Regions from separate parts of the Gossypium hirsutum genome. Here region 2 is linked to region 1. The links are chromatin contacts, called in public Hi-C maps. All regions are on one chromosome and are shown on one strand. Each heading gives the region's core, a stretch centred on a gene start, on an enhancer-like site or on the middle of the called end of the contact. The rest is flanking DNA. Distances are from core to core; before and after follow the strand shown.

Region 1 (5,922 bases), core at 1,024-3,523:
TGATCAAGGCAGCAATTCCACTAACATGAGGGCATGACATTGAAGTCCCTGATAATATGTTGAATCTCACTCTCCTATGATCTGTTGGAAGACTTGATGGACTCAATTCTCCAGTCCAGGCTGCAAGGATGTTCACCCCTGGTGCAACCACATCAGGTTTGAGAATCTCAAGTGTGAGGAAATTTGGTCCTCTAGATGAAAATGCTGCCACCACTGGTGATGGCCTAACACCCAATCTGGTACCTAAAAAGGCTAGAGTTGCGGTTGGTTTCCCATTTGTTAAAGCATAATGTTTGATTGCTTTCCCTTCCATCTCTCCCACTGCAACTGCTGGAAGTAGGTGACAATCTGCAACAAGCTCCTCCCCATTTGCTGCAGTGTTTGTCAAAATCATCCCTACTCCTCCAGCATCTTTCACTACTTGACCCTTTTGCACTCTAGGATTTATTCCTCGATCACATATCACGATTTTCCCAGAAACAACATGTGGATCCAAAGTTCCCTCTAAGCATAATGAACTTGGATTAGGGCTGCTTGAGTTACTACCCATATAAACAAGAGGGTATTGCTTGTTTGCCTGCAGTAACCTCCGCCCTTTGTAGAGTGAAACTCCAGATATGGTTCTCCCACTCCCTAGCTTAACACTACCTGGAAAATCTCTATCCATGGTGCTAGCACCGACTGTAGTGATCCATGGTGATACATTAGTGAGGCTGACAGGATCTGGTCCTCCATTGCCAGCTGAGCAAGAGACAAAAACACCCATCTCCATTGCTCCAAAAGTTGCTATCGCCAAACTGTCGTGAGAGTAAGATGAAGCTCCACCACCCAAAGATATCGACAACACATTCACTCCATCACCCACCGCTCTATCAACCGCCGACAGAATATCCGAGCTGAAGCACCCACCAGTCCAGCAAACCTTGTAAGCTGCAATTCTTGCACCAGGAGCCATTCCTCTAGCTGTTCCATAGGCATAACCAAGAAGATTTGCACCTCGTACCGGAGAGCCAGCAACAGTGGCTGCTGTGTGAGTACCATGTCCATCTTGATCTCGAGGTGATTTATATTCGTTTTTCTCATTGATTTTCCCAGTGGCAGCTTCATATCCCCGGTAGAACACTCTTGCACCCACAATTTTCCTGTTGCAGTGATACTTTTGAAAGCCTCGTCCAGTTTCACATGTTCCTTTCCAGTGAGCAGGAACCGGTGTCATCCCTGTATCATTAAAGCTAGCACTTTCCGGCCAAATTCCAGTGTCAAGTACCCCAACTATGACATCATGATCTGCAAGTTTTTGAGACCAGATGCTAGTACTTTCTTCTGGTTCTAATCCAAGGAACATAGGACTCCTTGTGGTGTGTAATTCATACTTGGTCTCTGGAAGTATAGCAACTACACCATCTTCTTGTTTTAGCCTCTCAGCTTCTTCTTCAGTTAACTGAGCGGCAACACCATGAAAAGCATTTTGGTAGCTATAGATGATCCTATTTTCACCATCTCCTTCACCTTCACTCTGGGTATCGGACATTACCGACTTTAATTTCGATGAGTACCATTCCAGAGGACTTGAGAATGATGCTGGCATTGCAGACTTGTGCATTTGGACGATGTAGGTCTTCTTTATCAATAAGTTGCTTTCCGAGAGGACGAAAGCGAAACACAGGCAGCTTGCTAGAATGAGAAACAGCCATTTTACTGGGTTTTCAGCCATATCCAAGCACAAGCTTTTTAGGGGGTGCTAGAGAAAAATGGGAAGGTGAGTGGAGGTGGTGATGTCCTTGAGAGACTACAAATATCCCAGAAACCTGTACTGTCTTGTTAAGCTGGTAATTAAGTTGGTTGGTGCTTCTTGAATGCTTGGTAGGTGGAGTTAAGAAACTTAACTGGTTGGGGGGGGGTGGAGTGGTAAAAAGTTTAAAAGTTTATCTTGTTTGCAGAGAAACTAGCTGTTTTTCATGCCGTTGTTAATGGCTTCTTCCTATGGTTACCTAAAACATAATAATAATTAATGAAAGCTCACACAAGCAACGAGTGATCCTTCAACTTGTCCGCTTTTCATTAGATGAAATCAGAGGTGAGAAAAGGCATGAAGACTTTTAAGCGTGGTTGGATGAGACCGAGTTAATGGTCTTTTAACATTATACACAATTTCTTTTAATGCTGTGCCGTTGGTGCTTTCCGTATGCCAAGTTTCGGGTCCCCCACGATCACATGATGCATGTAAAGCAACTGTGGCGTTGTCAGAGTAAGAAAGAAAAATGGGTTATTACATTCGTCTTTCTCATTTTAAAAATGCCCAAAATTTCCTTTTTGGTTTCCCCGTCATCTTCCAAAATCTTTAGTTTTTTCTTTCTTTTTGGTTGATATTCAAAACAAAATGCACTCAAGCTTTTTCATATTGAGAAACCAATAATTATGTTAGTAATTAAGTGATGGTGATGGTATAACTAACGGTGACGAATGTTGCAATGCAAATTCAAATAATGGTGATGATATTGCAAACGGGGATATTTATAATGGTGTATAATTGAAATTTTTGTCTTGGATTTTATATTTTCCTCAAATCGAGGCAGCAATAGTTAAAGCTGCCCGTTACTATGTCTATCTATACCTCGAAATCATTCCTACCCTGTGAGAGGGGTTGACTGTGTTTTTTCTTTGGGCTAAATTGTGGTGATCCAATTCATCGATTTTCTTTTTTCTATTTTTTAAACTTGATTGGGTAGAGAAAAGTTGTAATGTAGTACTCATATATGTCCCCAAAAAAATTATTGGTTAAATAATTCGTTTTTTTATTTTATTTTAGGTAAATAGATCGATTTTTTAGAAATGGTATAAAAGTGTGTCTAATTGAACGTATTTTTTGTATAGGTGATAAAAAATACGTCCAGTTGGATGCGCTATCCATTTAAATTATTTTTTTTTACTTTTTTAAAATATAATTAGTATCTTTAGTTAAATAATTAAATATTAATGGTTTTGTTACTTGAATATTGAGTTCGATTCCTCTTTCACTCACATTTGTGTTTTTTATTTTAGGTTGTTTCAAGATTTTTATTATTTATAATTAATGGTTTTAACATGTTAGCTTCCTTGATTAAATGATTAAATAATAATGATTTTATCCTTAAGTCCCAAGTTCAATTCCTCCTCTTCTAAACACATTTGTAATTTTATTTCATGCTTTTTTTAATTTTTAATTAATAAAATTTTAATTTTTTTATTTTTAATTAATCTTTTTAATTAATTTCTCTTTTATTCATAAAATCAAATAATAAATATGTGATTATATAATAAAAAAATATATTTTACATATATCATTATGTTAAAGATATTTGAAATTAATTACTCCTTTATATATAATATAAACATCAGCTAATATTTTTGATATATTTATTTTCTCTACGTATGTTATGGGTTTGGTGATTTCTAGTATTATAAGATGAAAAAATTATTTCAAATATAATTATATTTATATGTGAAATATTTTAAATAGACATAAAAAATATGTAATACTTAAATTTACTACACTTATGATATGGGTTAAAAATAAATATTACACATATCAAAATTATATTTACTAAAAATAATAATATTTGTAATGATTATTTGATTTTATAAACAAAAGGGATATTAATTAAAAATATGAATTAAAAAATTGAAAGCAATATATTTATTAATTAAAAATAAAAAAAGCTTGAAATAAAAATTACAAATGTGTTTAGAAGAGGAGGAATTGAATATGAGACTAAAGGATAAAATCATTATTTTTAACCAAGGGAGCTGATATGTTAAAAACATTAATTAAAATTAAAAAAATCTTAAAACAACATGAAATAAAAAATACAAATGTGATTGGGAGAATAATCAAACCCAAGACTCGAGGACAAAACCATTAGCATTTAACCTTCTGGCCATATATACTAATATTAAAAAGTAAAAAAAAATGTGATTGAAAGGAGGTGCGCTTTTCTATCACCTATATAGGACTCACTTTCACACACTCTCTTTAAAATCAGTCTATTTTCCTAAACTTTTTATAAAAAAAAACACGACCTATTTAGCCAATAATTTTTTTTTTTACATATATGACTAATTTGGCGTGATAATTCAACGCTACAATTTTTAGATACGTGTAATTAAAATTGTTTCCCACGTAACTTAAAAATCAAAAGGGAAATTGATATTAGAAATTTGTGACATTAGTATAATGATTCATCATTATTTTTTGTAATTTTTAGCATGGATTAATTAAATAAAATTTTCTAGTTAAATTATTATTTTTTATATGATTGTCTTCAATGATTTTTACATGAATAAACAAATATTAGTTCATTGATTATCTAAAGTTTAGCTAATATTAAGTTGCTTTATAATGGACAAAGACAACTTATATTAGTAGATAGTCTAAATGTTTTGTAGTTTGAGGAATCAAAATGAGCAATTGTTTTGCAGTCAATCACGATAATCATAGAAGATGCAATGATGACTACAAGATAAAATAGAATCAAATTGGGTGAACGAACTCAAAGGGATTAATGATATCTTATGAGGGTAACACATTAATGACAAGATTAGTAAATGAAGGCATAAATTTAAGTTGCTTTTGTATTGATTTATAATGGGAAGTCAGTCATGGTACTTTTAGTAGACTGACTTCATGACTAAATGTTTTATAATTAATAAAAAAGAGTCGAAACTTAATTATAAATTATTTAAGCACTAATTATATATGCCCTAGCTCAACACTATTGAAAAAATCAGTTTAGAAAATAGTGTTTTTAGGCATAATAAAAGTTTAAATTTTTTCTTAAAACCATGCTTTGTGATATTTATAGTAATAAACCCTTAACCAAATTATTATTTATTCTTTGTGTGAGACAGTCAAAGTTGTTTCCCGACTTTCTATCGAACGATTTTCTTTGCTATCCTCAAACCTCGAATTGTTTTGAGTGTGAGCTCAAACAAAACAAATTGAATGCACAAAATGAAAATTTCATTAACTTTTAATGGGAAAGTTAATTCCCTCTATGGAATCGGAAACTATGAGCTCCAAAAAATAGAATTTATTCTAAAAATAATTTGCCACTATTTTTTGATAGAATAATAGTGCTTAATAACTTTTTGTAAATAGGTTATCTCATAGTTTCTATTTATAGAGAACTATACAAGAGTTCTTCTTGAACGATGGTTAATTAAATCATAATATTAGAATAGAAAATATTGTATGAATAGAATATAAGGGGCAACGACATGCCCTTCACGACATACCCTTCTGCATAAGGAGGTTCTGCAAACTAAGTGGGCAAGTCAGTGAAAGTGGCGAATTCCGTTTGTACCTAAGGAATGGAAAGGATGGGGGATGGAGTAACTTCTCACTCAAGAACAACCGGTTCTTGGCCTTGTCTGTGGCAGACCAACCTTCCACCACTATTGCCTTTAGTGCTCTGTGATCCTTCCTCCATCCTTAGCCTATTGTGGCCACTATTGTTAGCTCGTGTCCATGAGGCAATAACTTCTTCGTTCTCTCACACACTGTCCATTAAAGCTTCCGCATATATGTAGATGTGCTGAGAAGATCGAGATGAACTTGAAGAACCAAAAGATTCTGCAGCACTAAGAGCAATATTAGCACCACGGGGAACTAAGGCCCTACCAGATGACTCACATTGATTAACTGTTGGCATGAAGGACCATCGTTGAGGACGCATTTTGCAAACTGAGTAGAAGTAGTTAATGGGATTTTCCCTCCTCCCTACTAATATCAAGGCCAAGTCATTATTGAACCCATATGGCCATTCCTCATCAGCAGATTTTACCCTTCTAGGATCTACACCCAACATCAGATCAGCTACCCTACTACTGACAGGGCTTTTCCCACCTAAACCAAAGTGGAAAATATTCCTAATTGTTAAAAAA
Region 2 (6,319 bases), core at 2,816-5,315, 410 kb after region 1:
GTTCTTATGTATCCAATTAGGGTTGTAGGTAGCCATGTTAAAATGTGAAATAAACCTATCTAATGCTAATATTAGGAGTTTGTCACTGTCTTGATTGCTTTGTTCACAATTTCTATTATGATTTACTTGCTTTGTTTGACAAATAAATTTATCTTTGATGCCTTACCTTTTGATTTAAAATTATGCAATAGTCTCATGTAAATCAAATCCAACACTACTAAGTTAACACAAGCATGAATCTGGCTCAGGCTTTGTGCTTTTGCAATTCTTGCTTAACACAAGCATGAATCTTAGTCCATCTTAATCATTTGATAGTCAATTGTTTGTATGATCTGACTCTGAGATTGCAGCTAATGTGGGATGGTTTTTTTAATCATTGTTGATTTGTATTGATAACATTTGCATGAGGATGGACCATCTTACCATATTGACTTCAAATATATATTATGCATATATGTGTGCTCAAATCATTGGTGATTGCTTACCACAGTGAGTCAATGATATTATATTTAATTTAAATCTAATTTGATCTGCTTCGTTCATTTATAATTTCAAAGTTTCAATTTTTTTAATATCAAATTGGCACAATGAATCTCAAATATTCAATATTTAAGTTTGTAGTTGTAACTTTCTATTGGTTTTTCTTGTTATTAGTCCGTCCCTACATTTTGAAGGTAACTTTCTATTTTGATTGATTCAAAAGTTGCAGATTTTATCTGGCATTTACATGGTTGCTAAGGATATTTTCATGTTTTCCATCCATTTTGCCTTTGGTTTTTTGTTAAGTTTATTTTTATTTGGACTTTTCAGTTGGAACCATTATGTGTTAAATGTGTCTTCAACAAAAGTCAGAAATGACCATTCAAGAAAGAGCTCTAAAATTATATTCAACATTATGTGAAGTAGAAGATTTAACTGAGGATGAGCGCTATCGCGCATTGAACAAAATTTTAGATCATCCAACGCAAATACTCATTTTCTTTAGTTTACCTTCTTTTGTGCGATTGGAATGGGTCAAAAAATTTTTTGCTAACCATTAAAATCATGGTTGTGTTGATGATATTTTGGTAATTTTTTGTGTTTGTAATATTTGTATGGTATAATGATATGATAGAATGTCATTACAATGTTGCAACTTTTTGATGTTGTAAAATTTTATAACATATGGATTATGACATATAAACTAATGAAATCATGGAACTTTTTGTTAATATATGAATATTATGTTTGGATGTGAAATATAATTCTCAAGTTATTTATTACTTCTAATATTTTATTTTTTATTGTAAAATAATTAAATTATTTGTTTCACTAATGATATTTTAGCACATTAAATATGTATTGCAATTTAAAAATAATAAAGTAGATTATATATTATTTTTATTGTATATATTATGATTTTTTTAATTCATGTAATAATAATTATATTAAGAATTTTATTAAATTATATTTTATTTTATTAAATTATATTTTATTTTATTAAATTATATTTAATAATTATTATGTTAAAATATGGTTAAATTATTTATTATTTTTATTAAATTATTTTTAATAATAATCTTATTAAAATTTAATAACAATAACAATAATCATCTACCTAAAAAAATTCTACTAAGGGTATTCTAGTCATTTTAGTTTTTTTCTTATGTTATTACAACATCATTCCATTCAACCAAACACAAGAATACTATTACAGTTTTATTCCATTTCATTCAACCAAATAATTGAATTATTGATTATAGTTTTATTCCATTACAGCTCTATTCAATTATAGCTCTATTCCATTATAGTGAACCAAACGTACCCTAAATATTTATGTACATAGCCAAACATAAAATAAATTTACAAAATTTCTTAGTTCAATTTAAGTATTTATGTATAGAGTCATAATACAATTGATAACCAAATAAATGAACTACCACCTCAAAATCTCAATGATGATGCAATACTCTCAAACCATAAATCTCAAGTTTCTCAATCAAGTCTTGAACCTACACGTTTAAACAACTAACGTCTATACGCGATAAGCTCAATAAATGATACTTATCCTATCCCATGATTAATGTTAAGCCGTTAATAAAATTTTCTTATGTTCATTTATGCATTGATTTAGCCTTTCTAACATATTCATTTTTCATAACTAAATTATAAAGGTTCAACTTACACAATGAATCATTAGGTAATCACTCACATATAAGACTCTTATTATGTGTTTAATCAAACATATGATCACTTTTAATCAGAGTTCACTTAACACTCACACATACGTGTGAGAGAGAAATTTTTTGTTATTTATAAATTGTAAAGTTATTTTTATAATATTTAAATAATTTTTTATTTTAAAATTTAAATTTTATTTTTAATTTATAATATAAGTTTAATATTTTAATTTATCAATATAATTTTTATTTATAAAATTATTGAAGTAATTTATAATTTATGACATTATTTATAATTTTTGAAGTAATTTATAATTTATAACATAAATTATTGAATTATTTTATAATATCATTTTTAATTTTTATTTATAAATTATAATACAAATTATGATGTAAAACTTAATTAAAAATTTAAAGAGAAAATTTTAAAGTTCAAGCTGAATTAGGGAGGATGGTAAACTCAAACTCTAAAATAAAAAATTGTTTAAAAATTTTATTTGAATTGGTTTATGATTACATCGAAATTAGAAAATCAATTTTTATAAAATCGATTTTTCTTTTTATTTTTATCAGTTTTTCAGCTAATTGAATGATTGAAGGTTGAGAGATAAGAAAATATGATAATCAATTTTCAGAAAATTCGATTTTCCTATCCATTGCAAGAATGTATACTAGTTTGGAAATTTTCTCCAGTTTAAAATAATTTGTTTTGTTTTATATTCAAAAATTAATTTGTTTTTATTAAAAAAATATCTCTTTTTTTTCAGCACCAAGCATTTCAGGCATTAATTACATAAAACTTCCTACTATGAAAGGAAATAACCTTAGGATATATCCAAAATTTAGTCATGAAAGAAATTTTTAAAAAATAATTTTCATGAATAATTGGTCTCCAGAACCACTATATTATATTATATTATATTATATTATATTATATTATATAGTCAACTCATAATCAATTACATCCAATAAGTTTGGTTGTCTTTCACCGGCAACAAATGTTGTGAATATAATCCCCACTTGTCATGGCGCTTACCTATTTTCCTTTTCTTCTTCTTCTTTTTCTTTTTTCGCTTTTTGAGAGAAAATTAGCTTTAAAACAATTTGGTTGCCGCCACATATATTTTCTAGGGACATTCACATTTGACAATATGCCTTTCTTCCCACTTCAAAACCCAAATTAAAGCTATAAAGATAGGAAATCCAACCATAAGGACTTCAAAACTAGTTGGTGGTGGGTCTAAACCTGTATACCCACTTTTTAGCCTTAAATTCTATTATTAATCCATGGACTATAAGTTGTGAATTTAGTCCCTATATTTTAGTTTAGTCATTTCTAATCTTTATACTTTTAGAGTTTTAAAATTTTAATTCTAAGTAAATAGTAGTTATTAAATTCATTAAGTTCTAGTATTTTTTAAATGTTGATGTAGCAAATATATTATCATATGTGTAATGTCATGCTTATTATTTTCACATATTACTCACAAAAAAATACCAGTTAATAGGTTGAATAACTATCATTTGCATCAAGATTAAAATTTTAAAATTCAAAAAATATAGTGACTAAAAATGATCCAGTTGGAAAACACAGTCTAAATCTACAACTTTATACACAATACATGACTAATAATATAATTTAACCAAATAAATTTTAACTGCAACCGTTTAGTTAGAATTAAAATTTTAAATTTAAAAAATATAAAAATTAAAATAAATTAATTCAAAAAATACAAAAACTAAAATTTATCAAATTGAATTTATACAAAGTACATTATGTAATAACATAAAAAAATATGGAACCCTATCTAATGATCATGAGAATGGAGTGTTGGATATTTGGCTCCCACCCAACCAAGGAGTCAATCCGGGTCAGACCATGGCTATCTATTCTATTAATAGGACCCATTCCAAGACTTCTATTAATTAATTGAGCCGAGTCTTGTATATTGATTGGACCATATTATAGGTTTGCATTATTACCTGTCCTACAATATTGCTTTTGACTAATGCTACCGATGGAGAAATCAAACCGATAAACATATGTGAGACCCAGAAACCTCTTTTTTTATGATAATGGTTTAGGCATTATGACGTAAATGGACCTTTTTTTTCTTTTTAAATGTTAAGGAATTCAACTTTAAGAGATATATTTTTTATAAAAGGTAGAGTCCGAATTATCCAGGATTAAATTCAAGATCAAATTTCAATTGAACTTGTGTTGTACTCAAGATTGTTTTTTGAATGCTTTGAATTAAGAAATAAGGAGAGAGAATGGTTTAGTTTTGAGATATTGGATGTAAAATTATATTAAAATGATGTTAATAAACGTATCTAAAAGTCCTTGAAACACTTTTTCATAAATAAACATAATATTAATCTTTTAAATTAAATTCAATGAGAAGAATTCATTTGAATCTTTGTATTTTTCAGCATGTTTTTGTACCATTAATATTTTAATAATCTAATTACTAAATTTATCGATATAACTGTATTTGTCATACATATAAATTTTCAAACCAATTTAATTTATCTATCATGTTAATTTAATATATATATTAATATTTATTGAAGAGTAAAAAGTTTTTATATAAAATTAATAGTTAGAAATTTTTAATTTATGTCAGATTTAACATGCATTATTTATATGAATAGAATATAAAATATGACAATTAATTTATTAAAATATTAATCGTATAAAAATATTTGAAAATATGTAAATTAAAAAATAATTTTACACTGATGTAAGTAGATCTCTCCAATGTAAAAAAAACAAATTCACATACAACAGAAGGGCATATTGATTGCCTAGCCTTATTCAGAGCATCGGGTCGCCAATGGATATGAAATGAAGGAGCATTGTTCCACTTTTGCAGGACATTCCTTAAAAGAAAAATGCACCCATAGACCATACCTGTACACTTCAGAAACATCTGTTAACACTTAAAGAATAACATGATGAACCATGTCATGTGCACGTGTGTTGTCATCATTGTACCAACACGTTATTCACCCACACACACGTGTTACGATACAGTAAACCTAATTTCATTTCTTTATGGTCATGGAGTGATTGAATTATCTGCCTTAACCTAACGGTAATGGAGGTTAAACACTAGTAAATCACTAGATTATGATATCGTGTAATGTGTTTAATCACCAGTGGTTTAAATTTAATTTAAGAACGTACATACTAATAATGAGAAGATTGAAGTGGAAGTGCCAAGATAGTTCATCTTACAGCCGGTATTGATTCTACTGAACAAAGGTAGGATACAAGTTGGGTGCATGCTCATTATAAAACTGGGGACGGAGGTGGGGCTGTAGGATTATAATTGGGTTTTGACTTAAACATCAAAATGAAAAAAATGATGTTTTACCCTTACATACACTTCTTTTTCAAAACTTCATCATAAATTGGTAGGCTGTCTATTCAGTATTTTACCCTTTTTTTTTTCTTTTTGTCATCATAATAACATTTACCTACATTCATAATTGTTGTTGTAACAGAACTCTATTATGTCGAACAATAATAAGCCATTGTTGGAGCCACAGTTTGAAAATAAATTCAGATGGCTGATGACGTTCTACCAAACATGATTGAACAACTGGGCACAAGCAAAGACTGCAAATTTACCGGGAATGTTGGAATGTTAAAAGAAAACAGGTGCAGACATTTATTTAATCAGCTACACAAGTTCAAAAGCAATCAGCAGTTTACAGCCTCAGTAGTGGCTTCTAACAAAAGATTACAGAAATTGGAGACTATGCTAACTGTTCTCTTCTTCAAAATTTACTGCGCTGCTATTATAGTCCTGTTTACTAGCCCCAAGATACAAGATTCTACACCATACAGATAAAAAACAATCCACCATACAACATTTGTTTTCCTTTCTCAATATCATATGAACTAAAGACACCAAACCTGATCTGAATAAGCTTTTAAATGCTGTCATTCATCCTACAACAGGCATCGCTCCTCATGAATTGTTCCGTACAAGTTGTTAAATATTTTCCATAACCTACCTGCCTTGATATCTGCTGCTTTACAAGAAGCTTGTTCCCAAAGTAAGATCATTTAAATTAGACAAAATTTGGGAACGGGTCGTTCCAATCTGATGAGCAATTTCAAGTTGTTCCTCCAATGGAAGCATTTCATA

What was found. A called contact is a pair of places that touch in the nucleus more often than the background predicts.
Region 2: a Hi-C map of leaf shows a contact between it and region 1, with 2.0 times the contacts expected there. The contact joins the enhancer-like site here to the promoter of LOC107892083 in region 1. A contact is called at or near these places in 8 of 34 Hi-C or Micro-C datasets (callus, leaf and petal).

The regions. Positions count from the first base shown.
Region 1 is chrD09:22,616,267-22,622,188 of Gossypium_hirsutum_v2.1, forward strand. LOC107892083 (subtilisin-like protease SBT1.3) reads right to left here and starts at 2,274. Exons shown (of 1, transcript XM_016817065.2): 1 at 1-2,274. The coding sequence starts at 1,714.
Region 2 is chrD09:23,021,661-23,027,979 of Gossypium_hirsutum_v2.1, forward strand. It overlaps LOC107892045 (cleavage and polyadenylation specificity factor subunit 1), which reads right to left. Exons shown (of 26, transcript XM_016817013.2): 26 at 5,813-6,319. The coding sequence ends at 6,206. It overlaps LOC107892046 (a long non-coding RNA gene), which reads left to right. Exons shown (of 2, transcript XR_001682421.2): 2 at 811-1,137. Among protein-coding and RNA genes, the nearest start is that of LOC107892046, 4.8 kb to the left of the region's middle. Within about 2 kb of position 4,066, at least 3 of the 9 cell types and tissues checked have an H3K27ac peak or open chromatin away from gene starts, as enhancers often do. A contact at or near this core is called in leaf, where this site is marked.